Linked DNA regions of Rattus norvegicus: region 1 is linked to region 2. A link is a contact called in public Hi-C data. All regions are on one chromosome and are shown on one strand. Each heading gives the region's core, a stretch centred on a gene start, on an enhancer-like site or on the middle of the called end of the contact. The rest is flanking DNA. Distances are from core to core; before and after follow the strand shown.

Region 1 (6,068 bases), core at 1,276-3,775, 43 kb before region 2:
TCAGCCAAGGTCCAGGCGTGACTAAGCTCAGGAGAGAGGAAGTGCACAATGGCCCGCTGAGATATGGCCAGACTCTGCCACACCAGCTCAAGTGAGCAATGGAGGTGACAATACATCCCACGTGTTGATAGCCCGCTAACCTCTTCTGTTCTGTCACCAGCTCAGGAATCCCTTTGTCCTCAGTCACCACCCCTTGTCTGTCTTCCCTCCTAGAGTCCCACTCCCTCGGGAAGACCCTTCCCTGTGCCTCCGTCCTTGTGGACCGTTACTTCTCTGCCACTGGCTCAGGACGTACCGTGCGCCCTGCCTCGTTATTGTGAAGGTTCATGAGGAAGCGTAGGTCCCGCCCCTTCTCCCCAGAGTCCACGAACTCTCGGCCGAAGAGGCGACCGAAATCGATGTTGTCGCTGCAACCCCCCCAGTGCCAGTCGGGGCCCCCAGGACCGCGCCGCCTGTAGTCGCAGGTGCAGGATTCGATGGAGCCTTCGGAGCAGGAGCGCGCCACAGAATGTGTGACCCCGGCGGAGGTGATTGCGAAGATAAACGCTGTTTCTCGGCAGCCTATGGGTGAAGCGACCCCACACCAGTTGAGAGAACCCGTGGGGCCAAGTCAGCACTCTTTTTGGAAGGCTTGGTACCCTACAGTCCAACTCCCTTCGAGTTCCGACTACCCAGCAGACCCAGGGGGTGAAAAACTGATCTCCAGGTCTCATAGGGAGAGCAGGTGCGTGTGCGCGAACCACGAATAATCTCCTCACCATACTTCACTGAGACTCTAGAGCCTTGGCGGGACAGCTCCAAGAGTAGATCCCAAGTAGAACAACTCCACATAGCTCAGATCGCTCTGCCAGACCAAACTAGTATTGGCAGTGCAAACTTTGCTGGGTGCGAAGCACAACCCTAGCCCTCAGAGACCAGCTTCCCAGGCACTAGAAAGGCTAGAGAAAGTCTGCTGTCGCCCAGCGCCCACGATCCGGAATTCCCTTTCTGTGGGTCAGTGGCTCAGGAACGTTAAAAGATCATGCTCAAAACGCATGGCTGGAAAGAACCCGGTGCTGCCCTGTGTTAGCGCCCGGCACCAGACGACCCGCAGTTTGATCACAGAACCCTGGGACGTCTTCCCTGCATTCGCCCGCCCATGCCCTGGAGCTGACCCTGCTTTTCCCTTAATCCCGGAAGCGTCGCTTTCCTGGGCACCCACCTCGGTTGACGATCTTGCCGAAGAGGTGGGGCCCGGGAGCAGTGGGGCAGTTCCAGCGGCGGTTTCGGAATTGCCACTTGCACTCTCGAACGGCGCTCTGCAGCCCTCCGCTCACGCTGTGCAGGATCCCCGGGTTCTGTCGGATCAGTCGTCGCTGCTTGCGGCTCAGTAGCTGCAGGCTGGGCTCTAGCACCAGCTGTAGACTCTTGGAATCTGTCAGCAGGTTCGTGGAGGAGGCTATGTTCACGATGCCCCTGGTGGGACGCATACGGGTTCAGTACAGGGAAGGGGCCTGCATCTTAACCATACAGGCCGTACCACCCTGCCCTTGCCTGGCCCCATGGCCTAGAGAGAGCAGCAGAGGATCGATTATAGCTTCTTGAGTGTGGTGGAGCTGAGCTCCAGGAGCTCTGAGTCTAGTGAGTGAACAGGAAAGGCATCCTACCCTAGCTCTCCCTCTCTTCTTCAGGTCAGCCTCTGAGGGGAAATCCCACCTGCAGCCTTGCCCGCCTTGATGTACTTAGGAAGTCCACTCCCTTCTCACCTCTTTTCAAAGCTAATATCTAGTTTTTTGGTTCGAGACTTGAGGGACACCTGAGCACCCACCGCAGCGAGGTTAAGACCTGTTGCTCCGCCATAGCGGGGAAGTGTTAAACGGGGATGGTCTCTGAGCCTGGTGTAGCTGGCCTTTTGCATGCAAGTGATTTGCCCCACTCCAGCAGAGCTTCTGTCTTTGGGCTAGTTCTAGGTGAGAGCACCCTGGATATGAAGTCACAGGACAGGAGGGAGTCTGTAGGTTGGTGATCCCCACAGCGTGGGAGCTGGGTAGGGCCCGTTCCTGGCTCTTTGCCCCAGGACAAGTGGCGACCCCGTACCAGCTCACTTACCACCATCGGCCACTACTGTTGGCGCCCAGGGCTGCGGGCAGAGCGGTCAGTGCCAGTAGCAACGTAGCAGAAACCCAGCTGGGCAGCAGCGCCCAGAGCCCCATGGCCTGCCTGGCCTTGCTGGTTCTGTGCTGCGGTTCTGGCGACTTTGGTTGCTCCCCGCGACGGTGGGACTGGACACAGCGGTGAGGGCAGTGGTGAGTATTCTCAGGCTGGCTCTAGAAAGTCTGGAGGCGGGCCGCAGGCAGCATGGTTCGCTGTCCCGGCTGGTGGGCTGAAGCAGCCGCTGCAGGAGGCACCGCCTCTTATAGTTGCGGCGCTGACTGCAGTGAGAAGAGGCTGCCCCTCCGGGCCGCACTAAAGCACCAGGGCGCACTGGTCAGGGCCACAGACAATGAGTAGCGAGCGAAGCTGTGGCTCTAGCCGGTCTGAGCAAAGAGCTGACAGGCTAGCCGTCGGGGCTCACCCCCGCCCCCTGCCTGGTGGCCCCCGCCTCCAGGTCTGCACTGGCCGCCGACCCCTCCCCTTGGGATGGCCTCCCACGCGCGCCGGCCTCACTCTTCTGCGCGTCGGGAGCCCGTAGGGGACCGGCATCCGCCAGGGGGCGCGGAGACAATATGCCGAGGACAACCTGTTTGCAGCCTGGATTGCCCCCCCCCCAACGCGCCTGCCCCCCACGCTGTGGTCCCTTCTCTTCCCTATCCTGAATGGCAGGATGAAAGTTGTGGTTCTAGCCAGCGACTCTGTGGAGACGCTTCCTCACCCAGGAACCCCGACGGCTGGACAGAGAAGGAAAAGAAGGAGACAGAGCATGGGTGGAGTTGTGGTCAGGGATTCCCGGGCGTGGGGTGTAGGGGTAGGCTGAGCAAACCGAGCTGGTGGCAGAGAGAAACTCAGAGGCACGCAGCAGTTTGCCTATGTGGGCTAGGGGAGTGCAAGCATCTGGGAGTCACCCGCGAGATTAAGCGAAAACATACATGTGTTCTGAGGGTGCATGCTCCTGTGTATTGGTGTATCCAGAAACTTGTAAAGAAGGACGTTTTGAGCCCTTTCCAAATAATTGTGTAATTTGGCTCAGGACAGGGAGAGCATGAAGTCATTTTGTTACAGTTACCACTTAAAGCAGTGTATCAGGAAGGAGGTGGGGTCTATGACAGGAGAGGTCCAGAAGGCTGAGGAATTGTGTTTGCAGGTGGGTGCATGAGTGTGTGTGTGTGATTAACCATGTGCACTGGTAGGTGTCATTCTGTCATTCTGGGTACCTTGTGTCACCCTATGGCATGCTGAGTCAACCTGTGCTTGTCCTTAGTGGAGAGAGTCGTGTAGTGAAGATGAGCCAAGTCTTTCTCTGGCAACTAGACTCAGAAAGGATGGGACAGCCTCAGGAAGAAGCTGGCTGGGTTTGGTTTTGTTGTTGTTGTGGGTTTTGTGACTGGATCTTGCCGTATGACTCTACCTAACATAAAGATTTAATACATAGAATCTGTGATGGTCACCTGACTGCTGGGATTACAGGCCTATGCCACTGTACCTGCCCAGCTCAAGATGAACAAAATTGAGGGTATATAGAGAGATGGCTCCGTGGTTAAGAGCACTGGCTGCTGCGGGCTGGAGAGATGGCTCAGCGGTTAAGAGCACCAACTGCTCTTCCAGAAGTCCTGAGTTCAATTCCCAGCAACCATATGGTGGCTCACAGCCATCTGTAAAGAGTTCTGGTGTATCTGAAGACAGCTACAGTGTACTTATATATAATAAATGAATAAATCTTAAAAAAAAAAAGAGCACTGGCTGCTCTTCCAGAGGATCCAGACTCTGTTCTTAGCACCATTTGGTGGCTGTAAGCCACCTGTAACTCCAGTTCCAGGAACCATCTGAACCCCACTGGCACCAAGCATGCATGGGTGCATACACATACACCCAGGCAAAACACTCACACATACAGAAAATACACCTCCTAAAAATATTTTTGAAAAGATTAACAAATTTGTGCCTCCATGTGTTTTCTGATCTTCGTTGGATTTTTTTTCCTCTCCAGGTTTCTACAGTGTCCCCAACATCCTATTGTATCCCCACTCTCACCCAAAGAACCTCAACTCTTCCGTTGTAAATTCTTTCTTCTAGATCCCAACTTGGATTATCAGGCTGCTGTCCTCTATGTGGGACACAGAGGGCGCTGCCAGCCTGGTTATCGTGCACCACTACCACACAGAGACGCACCCCCTCCCCCAGGATCTTACTATTTCCCCTCCATTTTACAGAGGAAACATTGGCCAGGCAATTGCTTCCAAGTCCAAGCTTATAAATGTCTCAATGTTAAAGTTACATCCCCAGGAACCCGGGTAGAGTGTTTGCCTAGCCCTCATAAAGCCCTGGTTTGGATCCCAGCACTGCAAAAGCCAGGAACTGGTGGCACATGGCTGTAACCCCAGTCCTCAGGAAGCAGGAAGATCAGAAGTTCAAGGTTATCCTCTGGAGACACTCTCAAAAAGGTCTTAAGACCTGTGGTGATGCAACCTTTCAATCCCAGCACTAGGGAGGCAGAGGCAGAGGCAGAGGCAGAGGCAGAGGCAGAGGCAGAGGCAGAGGCAGAGGCAGAGGCAGAGGCAGAGGCAGAGGCAGAGGCAGAGGCAGAGGCAGAGGCAGAGGCAGAGGCAGAGGCAGAGGCAGAGGCAGAGGCAGAGGCAGAGGCAGAGGCAGAGGCAGATGGATCTCTGTGAGTTTGAGGTTAGCCTGATCTACATGGCAAGTTCCAGTGTGGCCAGGACTACATAGAGAGTCCCTGACTAAGAGGAAGAGGGAGTAGGTAAAGGTACTTGCTGCCAAGCCTGAGGATCCTGGTCCCTGAGCCCTACTGGATGGAGGAGAGAAGACTGACCTCTGACCTCCATAGGCACACAGTGTTCAATGCATGCAGACATAGGGGAAAAGTAAATAAGAAAAAAATTTAAATGTAGACTGGACAGATAGATGGTTCGTTTGTTAAGAGGACTTGCTGCTCTTCCAGAGATCCTGAGTTCAAATCCCAGGACCCAGGTCAGTCAGCTTATAAATGCCTGTAACTCCTGCTCCAACTTCCTCCAGGAGCATTTACATGCAAATGTGAATACACACATACATAAATTAAAAGCTATAAAGTAAACGTTTAAAATTCTTTAATGGGGCTGGAGAGATGGCTCAGCAGTTAAGAGCACTGACTGCTCTTCCAGAGGTCCTGAGTTCAATTCCCAGCAACCACATGGTGGCTCACAACCATCTGTAATGGGATCCAATGTCCTCCTCGGGTGTTCGGGTGTGTCTGAAGACAGTGACAGTGTACTCACATACTTAAAATAAATAAATCTTTAAAAAAATTTTAATGTGTGAACAAAACAACAACAAACAAAAACAAAAGCCCCCCCCCAAAAAAACAAAGAAGACCCAGTAGGTGAAAGTGTTTTCTGGCAAAGCAGGTAACCTGAGTTTCATCCCTGGGACCCATGTGATGAAAGCAGAACACTGAGTCTAAACACGCGCGCGTGCGTGCACACACACACACATGCACACACACGCACATGTACACACATGTGCACGCACACATGCATACACCCACACACGCACATGCACACACATATGCACACACACATGCACGCATACATATACATGCACGCACACACGTACACTAAATAAATAAGCGAACAAACAAAGAGAATCAGGGCGGCCAGGCTCTTAGAAGATGCTAATGTAAGTTTGCTCCAAACGTGAGACAATCCCGAGATATGTAGCATGATCCCATTTCAAATAACAACAAGGTAATAATTAATGAAAAACACAATAAATAATCAATCCCCAGGCCAACTCTGTGTGGGGGTACATGCCTGACAGTTCCAGAACTTGGAAGCCTTGGGGACTTCAGGCTTTGGTGGCACCTGTGTTTAATCCAGCACTTGGGAGTTAAGAGGCAAGTGAATCATGTCTATGAGTATGAGGCTAGAGTATGGTCT
Region 2 (6,165 bases), core at 2,367-4,866:
GCTGAAATGTACCTTTGTACTCTGTGCTCTGCAATTTTAAACAAAATGGAGGTTTGCTTAGAAGAAAGGGAGGAAAGAAAGGCTGTGGTAGAGGCAGCTAGTAATCTTTGTCGTCTGAGGCTGTCTTGCTCCTTTTAAGGACCAGTTACTGTTTGCATGGGTGATTGCCAGGTTCTCGGTCCTCCCTGCCCATGGCACTTCATATTTTTGCACATCAAAAATAGAAACACAAACTGCTCTTACAGAGGACCCCACTTAGAGCAGTAAAGTCAGATAGCTTACAGCAGCTCGTGGCTCCAGCACTGGGGATCCGATGTCCTCTTCTGGCCACTACCCTGTCACTCAAATGCACACGCCTACACCCACACCCATAGAAATAGAATAGAAGAAAGAGACCTGTGTTAAGTTTAAAGCAAGCCTCCCTATCCTTACCAGGTGTATTCCTCACTTTTTCCTGTCTGAAGAATTGTCATCCCGTTCCAAATTATCGTTGACTTTTCTGTTCTTTTATGGAGTTCATCATTAACCCCATGAGTTCTACTTTTTCTCAGACAGGATCTCTCTATTTGGCCCTGGCTATCTTGCTGTCTAGACCAGGCTGGGTTTGAACTCAGATCCTCCAGTCTCTGCAAGTCCTGTGCCCAGTGAATCCACATTATTGTTTCAAATCTCTCTTATCTTCTGCTGCTACCTCTTGCTATCAGCAAAAGATTTAACTTCTTTTCCGTGAATGAGCACATTTTGCCGGCATCTTTTTTTTTTTTTTTTTTTTTGGTTCTTTTTTCCGGAGCTGGGGACCCAACCCAGGGCCTTGCGCTTCCTAGGCAAGCGCTCTACCACTGAGCTAAATCCCCAACCCCTGCCTGCATCTTTTTAAGTGTACCGTGTGTGCAATGCCTGTGGAAGCCAGAAGAGGGCATTGGGTCCTCGGAAACTGGAGTTCGCAGACAGTTGTGAATATCTCTGCCTCTATCTTTAAAGTGCTGAGACTGTGGTTGTGGGCCACAGCGCCCTGTGTGCGCGTCCTGGACTGAGCTAGACTTTCTGTGTGCCGGGTAAGCTCTACAGCAGCCCTCTTCCGTCCAGTGCACCCTTGATGACTCAGGGGACACAAGATTCTACAATTTACTTGTGTTCTGACTTAAGTGTTCTTGAGACAAAACATAAAACTTAAAAAGAGATGTCTTGGGGTTGGGGATTTAGCTCAGTGGTAGAGCGCTTGAGGCCCTGGGTTCGGTCCCCAGCTCCGAAAAAAAGAAAAAAGGAAAAAAAAAAGAGATGTCTTCAGACATGGTTGGTCATACTTTGAGCCTAGCATGTGGGAGGCAGAGGCAGGCAGATCTGTGTCTGGCCAGCCAGGGTTATATTGTAAAATCCTGACTCCAAGAGATAAAAAGATGAAGGCGCAGGACACTGCAGCAAATCTGGGTAACAAACTGCTGTGTTCCCAGCACTTAGAACGCAGAGCCTAGAGGATCTGTGAGCTGAGGGCCAGCCTGGTCTACATAGTAAGCCACATAGGCCCTGTCTCAAAGCAAACAAATACAGAATACATTCCTGCTGTGAGCAGCCACATTAGTCCAGGAGACTGATGCAGACTTACTGTGCCCTAAACTATTGGTCTTGTGGTTATCTGTGTTTCAAATACCATTCCCTTTAGGTATAGAGTCCTCAATTTGAAAATGACCTGGGAACACCATTGCTTTTACTTACCTTGCCAGACAGTGAGGGTTGAAAGGTTCCTCTGCCTTCCTTGGGACCCTGAAGAGGATGGTGGTGCCAGATCCAACATCTTCCCCTCCGAAGCATTCAGGATACACGCTTGGTCCAGCATTGCGATCACATGGGAGGAGTGTGACAGGGCTTTTGACCATCACACTGCCCTGAAGGTTGAGGCAAAGCACACCAGCCAAGATGGCTGACAGCCAGCTCTAGCGCTAGCTAGCTGCCTTTCCTGGGAACGGGGTGGGGGCGGGGTACACGTGGCCCTCAGATGAGGAGGACCCTTAGTCACTGTGCTTGGCCGGACGCTTGCTGTGCTTCACAGGGACTGAATTCAATTTCAGAGCTCTTAATTATTTTTACCTCTGATGAATAAAAATTTCTGAAAGTAAAATAGGGTATTGAGATGCTCTGTTATGAGATGTTCCTAGGGTTAGGGATTTAGCTCAGTGGTAGAGCGCTTGACTAGCAAGCCCAAGGCCCTGGGTTCAGTCCTCAGCTCCAGGGGAAAAAAAAAGAGAGAGAGAGAGATGTTCCTACAGTCTGTCTTCATCTTGACTCAGTTTCTGTTTTAACTACTACCCTGGTAGATATTTAATGAATAGTCATCTCAGGAGGGACAGTCATGAACTGTACAGAATTTTTAAGCCTCCTTGTAAAGTACCAAAAATCCGAAAGAAAGGGTAGGGTTTAGTATGATTTGGGAGAGGACTTTCCTAGCACCTAGAACTAGGTGTGGTAGTACGAACACATACAGTCTTGGCACGGGGGAAGAGTGGAGACAGGAGGATCACAGGGCATCCCTAGCTGATACTTTGAGGCAGTCTAGGAGCTTCGGTTACATGAAATAGTCTCTTACTCCTAAAAGCCATCCAGGGAAGTCTGTGTGACTCTGAGTAGAGAAGTTTGTAGTAGGATTGCCATTTCTGTAAAGTATGTGGTTAAACATTAGTAAACCAGTGTGATTGCGCACACACACATACACACACACACACACACACACACACACACACACACACACACACACCCTCTGTTGCCCTTGTAAGAAACCACCATTTTTGGGCTGGGGATTTAGCTCAGTGGTAGAGTGCTTGCCTAGGAAGCGCAAGGCCCTGGGTTCGGTCCCCAGCTCTGAAAAAAAAGAACCAAAAAAAAAAAAAAAAAAAAGAAACCACCATGTTAGTGATGCCTCTGCCCTGCCCAGATCTCCTGACATATATAAAGGCAAAAGCCATTTTTTACTGGGTCACAATCTACCAGGTCTCTGGCTTTAAAAAATTAAGTCTGTGGTGATGGTGGACAGGAAGAAGACATAAAAATGAATTTTTAGGGGTCACTGAGCTAGCTCAGCAGGTCAAGGTGCTTGCCACCAAGTGTGAAGGCCTGAGCTTGGTTCCTGGAATCCACATGGTGAGAGGAGAGAAGCAGCTCCCTCGTTGTCTCTGATGTACGTGTGTGTGTGTGTGTGTGTGTGTGTGTGTGTGTGTGTGTGTCTGTGTGTCTGTGTGTGTCTGTGTGCGTGCATGTGTGCGTGCATGTGTTGCCACGTGCATATACACATAAAGTGATGAGAAAGAAAATTGATTTTGAGTGTTCCTACTAGACAAAGCCAAGGTGATTATTACCTGTGTCAGCATCAGGAATCTCTTCCTCGGGAGCTGAGAGGAGAGCATCAGAACTGGCAAACAAAGGAGCTTCTCCTATGTCAGTCCAGTTTGGGAGACATTCTGTTAATGACTTGTTTCTCTAGAACAATGAAGTACACCCCCTTTAAAAATCACATTTACTTGTGTGTGTGTAGGTTCCTCATGCTGCCGCACACGTGAGGTGGTCAGAGCAGAATTTTCAGGAGCTGTGTTTCCTTTGCTGTGGGTCCTGGGAATCTAACTCGGGATCAGGCAACAGGCACCATTCCTGGCTGAGTCATCTTTGCTGGCCCACAAAGAAATCTTCTGTGTGCTAATAATATAACTTAAAAGTGAAACAAACTCCATATTCTATAAAATGATAAAAGGTAGCATTTCAAACTGCATAGCCACTAGAGAGTTATAAAAAGTGTACACACCGGTCTAGAAAGGTGGCAGTGAAGAGCATGTGCTGTTTTTACAGAGGACTAGGGTTTGGGTCTCATCATCCACACGGTGACTTAGAACCATCAGGATCTGATACCCTCCTCCAGCATCATCAGGCATGTACATGGTGTACATACATAATGCAGGCCCCCTGCACACACATTTCTGTTGCCCTCTGTAGCACTTCAGCGCTCTCTGTGACTGGTCTGCTTAGTGCCTCAGTTTCTCCACATCTGTTTCTATCCTTTCGATAATCAGCTTCTTCCTCTTCCTCCCGGCTGCCTCATCTTCGTGTCTCTCAGGGCCTTTGGAAGAGACTGGGCTGGCTTTGGAAAAGCAGGTTTAGTGTAGCTTTGTGACTTTTGTCTGCGGCTTAAAGGTGAGGGATCACCTCCTGCTGGCCTTTATTTAGGGTATGTGGTGACAGTAGGCAGTGAACATGGAGATGAAGTGCGTATGACTTTGGTAAGATGTTCATTCTTGACACATCCTCAAGCCCCAACCCACATTAACTAGAACTCCTGTAGCCCAGACTGGCATCAGACTTGAGAGATGGCCATGGGTAGCCTTGAACTTCTGATCCTCTTGCTTCCCGGTCTTAACTGTTGGGATCACAGGTGTCTATCACCATGCCCAGCTATACAGAACATTGATCAACTAACATTAGTCATAGATACCAATCCCACTGGACAGAATGATACAGGGACATCTCTGGTTGAAGCTCAAGTCAGTATGCATGCCGGATCATCCACAGTGATCTGGTCATGGGAGTGAAGACAGGCCCGAGGAAAGAAAGGATATAGGCCTTGCAGAGGGGATCACGTCTTAACTAGGGAGCTGAGTATGTACCCGATAATAGGAAAGCAAGTCACAGGGTAACGTGTGCTGCATGAGAAGTTCACATCTTTCAGGGACTTTGCAGGGCAGATGATGTACAGCCAGCTTCTCTTTCTCCCGAGGCCATTCTGCTTCCGCCTCATCCTGCTTCTGCCTCATGGTGCTGCACAGAACTGTGTGTCTGTGGCAGGTTAGGGTCAGCTTTGAATTGTAATTTCAGCGTGACAGTTGAGCAAAGCAGAGCAGAGGGTTATTTAGAGGTTCCGAGCAAGGGGTATTGGCTGCTGGTCTCACTGTGATCAGGTAATCAGTGCTAGCTTGGTCATGAAGGACGGTGAGAAGCATGTGATGGAAGTTTAAGGTCTCTGCCGGACCCCAATAAAATCTTCAACTAATACCATCTCACTGATCCCCAGAAACATAGAGACGGTTTTCACTGTGGAGGCCATGGGACTGGAAACCAACTACCATAGGTCGCTGAGGTTGGGATGGCCTGATCTTAGTAGCTGCACAAGTGTCCCTGTCACTCCTCTACCCCTTCCTGCCCTCACCTCAGGAATGTGCAAGAGCCTTAGACCTGACTGGATGAGTTGAGGCCGGAAGGGCAGCAGGGCTGACATTGAGTCCTAAAGTCCACACAAGCCCTGTTGCTGGGGTGTGAGCTTTGTGGGTCAGAGATAGGCTCATCTGGGAGAGCGGGGAGAGGCACACCTGGCTCATTAGTGGAGTCTGGGGATACCTGAAGATGAAACACTGCTACACTCGGTTCTTTTTTATTTTTAGACAGCCTAGAACGTCAGTCCCCAGGGGCTGTTGATCTGACTTCTGTGCACTAGTCTGGAATTCGCTATAGAGGAATAGGGGAAACAAAACAGAACAAAAACAAGCCTGAAGAAGTTTTCAAAAAAGTGACTAAACTTCCACTAGACTTCCAACTTACTTTGTAACTAGGATTCTTTTTTTTCTTTTTTAAGATTTATTTATTTATTTATTTATTATGTATAAGTACATAGTAGCTGTCTTCAGACACACCAGAAGAGGGCATCAGATCCCATTACAGATGGTTGTGAGCCACCATGTGGTTGCTGGGATTTGAACTTAGGACCTCTGGAAGGTCAGTCATTGCTTTAACCACTGAGCCATCTCTCCAGCCCATAACTAGGATTCTTTGCCATGCACCTCTCACTTTCCTGGGTTTAGATGTGCTCTGTCCTGACCTGTCCCTTCGCCTTCTGGGTTTGAGGTGTGTGTGTGTCGCTGGTTTCCAGACTAATAGAGTGCCAACAGCTGGCTTATGATCGCTGAACAACCTGCCCACTGACACGTGCTCCCAAGGCACCCAGAACCATTGCATGATAGTTTCAGGGGTGCATTTCTCGGCCAAGCGCGTAGTGCTCACCTGTACTCCTAGCACTTGGGAAGTGGAGGTAAGACGATCAGAAGTCCAAGTTTATCCTTGGCTACATAGTGAATTTGAGGCCAGCCTGGGCAACTGGGACCCTAACTCAGACATTTCAGGTAATTGGACTCTGGG

The links. A called contact is a pair of places that touch in the nucleus more often than the background predicts.
Region 1: a Hi-C map of the A7r5 cell line shows a contact between it and region 2, with 2.8 times the contacts expected there. The contact joins the promoter of Wnt1 here to the enhancer-like site in region 2. A contact is called at or near these places in 2 of 12 Hi-C or Micro-C datasets (the A7r5 cell line and the Rat2 cell line).

The regions. Positions count from the first base shown.
Region 1 is chr7:131,814,015-131,820,082 of GRCr8, reverse strand. It overlaps Wnt1 (Wnt family member 1), which reads right to left and starts at 2,525. Exons shown (of 4, transcript NM_001105714.1): 1 at 2,089-2,525; 2 at 1,202-1,455; 3 at 296-561. The coding sequence starts at 2,192. It also overlaps a transcript of Tuba1c not described here.
Region 2 is chr7:131,772,057-131,778,221 of GRCr8, reverse strand. The region is part of intron 1 of Arf3 (ADP-ribosylation factor 3); the gene reads left to right. It also overlaps a transcript of Tuba1c not described here. Among named protein-coding and RNA genes, the nearest start is that of Arf3, 16 kb to the left of the region's middle. Within about 2 kb of position 3,616, at least 4 of the 93 cell types and tissues checked have an H3K27ac peak or open chromatin away from gene starts, as enhancers often do. A contact at or near this core is called in the A7r5 cell line, where this site is marked.